Regions from separate parts of the Mus musculus genome. Here region 1 is linked to region 2. The links are chromatin contacts, called in public Hi-C maps. All regions are on one chromosome and are shown on one strand. Each heading gives the region's core, a stretch centred on a gene start, on an enhancer-like site or on the middle of the called end of the contact. The rest is flanking DNA. Distances are from core to core; before and after follow the strand shown. Region 1 overlaps Gm4258 (a long non-coding RNA gene). Region 2 has its middle 74 kb from the start of Zfp281.

Evidence for each region. Hi-C and Micro-C count contacts between places; a contact is called where the count stands out from the background.
Region 1: a contact with region 2 is called in a Hi-C map of cortical neurons, with 4 times the contacts expected there. The contact joins two enhancer-like sites. A contact is called at or near these places in 6 of 484 Hi-C or Micro-C datasets (cerebral cortex, cortical neurons, rod photoreceptor and 1 more) and 3 of 115 datasets of contacts at active chromatin or transcription factors (embryonic forebrain, embryonic limb bud and pancreatic cancer cells).

The regions. Positions count from the first base shown.
Region 1 is chr1:137,904,320-137,907,059 of GRCm38.p6, forward strand. Gm4258 (a long non-coding RNA gene) reads left to right here. Exons shown (of 3, transcript XR_003948014.1): 2 at 1-2,740. Among named protein-coding and RNA genes, the nearest start is that of Gm4258, 7.2 kb to the left of the region's middle. Within about 2 kb of position 1,477, at least 17 of the 459 cell types and tissues checked have an H3K27ac peak or open chromatin away from gene starts, as enhancers often do. A contact at or near this core is called in cortical neurons, where this site is marked.
Region 2 is chr1:136,549,640-136,552,390 of GRCm38.p6, forward strand. It overlaps a transcript of Kif14 not described here. Among named protein-coding and RNA genes, the nearest start is that of Zfp281, 74 kb to the right of the region's middle. Within about 2 kb of position 1,447, at least 27 of the 459 cell types and tissues checked have an H3K27ac peak or open chromatin away from gene starts, as enhancers often do. A contact at or near this core is called in cortical neurons, where this site is marked.

The sequences.
Region 1 (2,740 bases), core at 227-2,726, 1.4 Mb after region 2:
TCATTTTTACAGTTAAAAGTACTATGTTCTAAGTATGTTTTTGGAATGGCAAACTGTGAGATACTGACATTATTTTGACATAAAATCTTAGAAGAAAAGTTGAACTCGTGGTGCACATTTTAAAAGCAGACAGAAATTAAGAAAGTAAATATCAATTATTGGTGCCACTGGAAAATCCTATAGAGGCTTTATAGCAGTGCAGGCCCTGGATTCAAGGTTATACTCATTATTTGGGATGGGGGACAGCCTAGTATGTAACAAATATATTGACAAATATAGAGATTGACAAATAAAGAGATGCTTTGTCATGAGCTACGTTCATGCAAATGTTTGAAAATTTATACATCTTAGGAATGGTAACGTTCATTAGGATTTTTGTGTCAAAATTATACAAATATCAAGATGGACTGCTAGAATTTACAGTTCTGAAAGTTGTGGTCTAAGCCACTAGTACATGAAGTCAATTTTTTACAAACTTTGGGAAAATTAAAGTTCGGATAGCTTACTGTAACTCTCTGTGAGTCAAACTTGTACTTCCATACATGAGACCGAGGACTGTCATCATGTCTTTAAGCATGTGAGCTATTCTCATATTAAATATTTTTCTTATTGACTTAAAATTGGAAAAGCCAATTACAAATATGAGTTCACTGCTCCAATTTGCCCAATTCTGCCTTACCCTGTGTGACTATGTTTAAAATCTTACGAGATCAAAACTATGACCTAACAATAGAAATGAGAGTAAAGTGCCATCTAATGTTTTACTTTATAACTAGCTACAGCTTATCTTTACCATCAGAACCACGGAGTTGATTTAATCATGAATCAGAGCCAGGCTATAGAAAATAATGGAGAATGGGATCACGGGGATTATTAAATTAAATTGGGATTGAAATTCTTCATCATTCATACTAAATAATCAAGAAACAGTTTTAAATAAGGGTGATAGTTCTCAGCTACTTCTATTTTCCTCTTTTCTGTAGTACCATTGGCTACTAAGCAGGTCTTGATTCTGTGAGGGTCAAGGCCGATTAAAAGTATTTAATGCAACAATAACGCCACATCTCATTAAGCTAAGTGAGTGTTAGTAGTTTTCATTTTTGCAAGTTTGTGGTTGAGATTCCCATTCTGATTTTGCTTCATGAATCCTAATTTTCATTTTGGTTAAAAAAAAAAAAGTCCAGGAAAAATTATGGACAGTTACGGAATCTTTGCAGCTGTACAAAATGTCTGCCCTCACGGTGTCCCTTTCCTGTCCTGTGAAACGTAGCAATGACTCTGTGATTGAGATCCAGTGGAAACCCAGGTCCCCCTTCAGCTCTCCCTGGACACTGTTTGTACTGGTTTTCTTGCTTAGGAGCCTTCTCCAGCTTAATCTTTCCTGTACAGTAGACGCCTCCCATCCAGTATGCTGTGCACCCAGCCATTAGTGCTCACTGACAGTTAGCCTCATCTTTCATTGAGAGGCTTATGGATCATACCCATACCAGTCCGCTCTTGTGTTTTCTAATTTTATATCCTTAGCTGTAAAGGAAGTGGTGCTATACGAATAGATGGGAGGATAAATATAGGGGCTCATGCAGATGTCTCTGGCATTCTGAAAATCTGCAATGTCGTAAATAACAAGCCACTGAATTTGCCTCAGCTTCTCTCACATCTAGCTCCTGCAGTGAGCCCACCTCCAAATGGAAGGCTTCTCTCAGTTACTAAGCTCAAGGTGGATGCCCAGTTTATTCTGTGTTCTCCCTTTGACCAACTATATTTCCTGGAGGAAAAGCATTGTTTAAAAGAAAATAAAGGTTAAAGGAGAGATAATAAAGCATGCAGCCATGAGATTAAGCCAATAAAATTATCAGGACAGACTGTGTCACCTAACCTGAAGTTAGAAGAGTCTCCAAATTTAGACATTTTCAGCACTCATATGCACATATAGAAACTCATATGCAAATTTAACTTCTTTGTGATAGTAAGTGGAAGAAAGGCAATTCCTTTTAAGGTTTTGTTTTTTTGTTTTTGTTTTTTCAAAATAAAGTTACATTTTTTTATATTTCTTATTTTTTATTAGATATTTTGTTTATTTACATTTCAATGCTATCCCCCTTTCTAGTTTCCCCTCTGAAAATCCCCTATCCCCTCCCCCTGCTCCCCAACCCACCCACTCCCACTTCCTGGCCCTGGCATTTCCCTATACTGGGCATAGAACCTTCATAGGACCAAGGGCTTCTCTCATTGATGACCTACTAGGCCATCCTCTAAGTGTCCATTTAAGTCTACCACAGTGGACTATGCATGAAAGACACACTTTTTTGCTGACTGTGAAGTTTGATCGTCTTGATCCATTAGTCATTCATCAGAATGTTATTCAAAACGTCTTAGGCAAATAGGAATCCCTCAGCCAGCACTCTGCCTTGGAAACACTCAAGGCACCTCTTGTCCTGGAAAGGGTTACAGATGTAAGCTAACGTGGCATTCATTGGTTAATAGGGGGATGCAAAGGGTTAAATTTTTAAATCTTTGCAAAGGGGTGGGGGGAGTCTCTAGAAGATAAAAACAAAAAACCAACCAACCAACCAAACAAACAAACAAACAAACAAACAAAACCCTAAACTAAAACCCGAGGCTAAGCTGCCAGTGATTTGGTGGTATTTATGGATTATACTCCATGTTGAAAAGAGAAAAATCAGATGTAAGATGACGCTGCAGGGGGCGTCTGGACTTTTCACTAAGTCTGAAGTCTGTT
Region 2 (2,751 bases), core at 197-2,696:
TAGTGTATGCAATGGTGTCAGCATTTGGAGGCTGATTATGGGATGGATCTCCGGGTATGGCAGTCTCTAGATGGTCCATCAGTAACCCCTGGAGCTCTTGACTCTAGCTGCATATGTATCAGAAGATGACCTAGTAGGCCATCAGTGGAAAGAGAGGCCCATTGGTCTTGCAAACTTTATATGCCTCAGTACAGGGGAAGTGGCCAGGGCCAAGAAGTGGGAGGGGGTGGGTAGGGGAGTGGGGGGGGGTAATGGGGGACTTCTGGGATAGCATTGGAAATGTAAATGAAGAAAATACCTAATTTTAAAAAAATGGATTTTGGAGAATAAACATTATTTCATGGAACATGCTCTTATAGGCATCTGTGGGGAACCTAAACAAACAAGCAAACAAACCCCAAAACCTCCTCTTCTTGCTTTATAAAGAGTGCCCAACGTGGGCTGCTAAAATACCTCAGCTGGTAAAGGCACTTGCTCTCAAGCCTCACAGCCTGAGCTCCACCCCCAAGACCCTCGGAGTGGAAGGAGAGAACCAACTTCCAAAAGTTGTCTGTCTTCTGACCTTCAACAGTGAACTGTGGTGTGTGTGCCTCCCCCCTACCCCATAAATAAATGTAAATAAATATTGTCTAATACAGCATGAGCCAATCGTAAAAGTGAGTCTAGCACTCTTTATTCCACTATATGGCGCTTTTCTTTACAGAGAAAGTAATATTTATTATCTCAAAAAGACTACTTTTGAGGGTTATTAGACTGAGCGGGCAGACTGCTGCCACAGATGACCTTTGCATCAAGTGACTCAATACAGTAAGCTCCCATTTCTCCTGTGTGTCGCAGCCAAGGGTGGATCAATGCAGGGCGACTCTGCCTCGAGTGGCCATGTGGGGACCCACTGTGCTCCCCCAAAGAGTCCACCTCCCCTTAGGTTCCTGTAGTTCTCTCATGACAGATGAGAAAAGGGACACCCTCCCCCCTTCTCAACAGAAACATTTTTATGCAACCTTCACTATCCTGGGATATAAAATAGATGAAGCAAACATATTGAAAATAAACCATACATTTTTACATATAATTTTACCATTTAAGAAGACATAGTATGTCTTCAGTATTACTTGTTGTTACTGCGAAACACTGACATCACACACCGTGTGCTTTCTTCTCAAATCACTTCTATTGTTAACCAATTAAATGGCTGGATTTTCTTTGCCTATCACTCATTCTAATATTAATATAGTAATACTAACGTATCAGTCAAAATATTTTATAGTTTTGTCATGATCCGCTTGTATGTTTCATACGTGGGGAAGAGGACCACTCATCTGTGGGTCTGGAAGAGGCCGCGGGTATAGTCAGCTGTTGAAAGGAAGGCCCCAGGTCGCTGCTAAATGAAACCTGCTTGTGAGAAAGGAAATGTTCCGATCCTCTGCGATGCTCACATCGGACACTAGATGGCACTGTCTCATAGGCAGATGGCGGCCCACTCTGCCTTTCTAATGGACTTTCAACTCCTAAGTGTAGATCCACAGGAAAATGGAAGGAGCATTATGAAACATATTCTTTCTGTTCTGAATAATGTCGAGAGGAAATATCCCTAAACATTCTTAAAATGGTTTCCATTTTTTACTACCTGAAGGCCAACACACTAGTTATGCTTTCTGAGCCCGGAGTGTCTACACTGCTTGCCTGCACACGTTGGTGTCGAAGCAGCTGATGGCTCTCCCTTTCCCTGTGTGTGTTGGTGGGGAGACTCGACAAGACATGCATTCAGAGACGCTGAAAGCTAATGCTTGTCTCTGACAGCTATCCCAGGGAATAGAGGAATGTTTCTCTCTCTCTCTCTCTCTCTCTCTCTCTCTCTCTCTCTCTCTCTCATGCATGTGGGTGATAATGTTCCCTCAAGGGAAACTGGCCAGAACTAAGAAGTCACAGAGGCTGCCAGGCTCTGAGATACCGGTGTGGGTCAGGTGTGGCTCAGATGGACTTGGGTGGTCCTCACCCAGCCTGGCTCAGCCTTCTGGTTTTGATCCTTAGCTTGTAGGTGAGGAGAATAGAGGCGAAGAAGAGCTGAAGTCCTTTGCACAAAGTCCAAGCGTAAACAATAGATTTAGGATTTTAAGGCAGGTTTGTTCATTCATTTAGTATTTCCCATGACCCTCCAGGTGTCAAAAGCTCTTAAACAGGGTCTCAAAGGCCTTGAATTTGTTATGTCTCACCCAGCCTTAAGCTCACTGGTTTTAGACTTCCAGCCCCCTTCATGCTGGGATTACAAAGGGATGTTCCCATGCCATCTATAAGTTCACCCTGAAGTCATGCTTTGTTGTTGTTGTTGTTGTTTTGTTTGTTTGTTTAGTGTTTTGGGGTGTTGTTGTTGTTTTTGTTTTTTGTTTTTGTTTTTGTTTTTTTGGAGACAAGGTTTCTCTGTATACTCCTGGCTGTTCTGGAACTCTGTAGATCTGGCTGGCCTCAAATTCAGAGATCCACCTGCCTCTGCCTCTGCCTCTGCCTCTGCCTCTGCCTCTGCCTCTGCCTCTGCCTCTGCCTCTGCCTCTGCCTCTGCCTCTGCCTCTGCCTCTGCCTCTGCCTCTGCCTCTGCCTCTGCCTCTGCCTCTGCCTCTGCCTCTGCCTCTGCCTCTGCCTCTGCCTCTGCCCCCCCCAGTGCTGAGATTAAAAGTGAACTCCACCCAACTTGAAGTCAAGTTTTAAAATTTGCTTTGAAAACATTTGTCATAAGCCAGCTGTAGGGACAGTGTA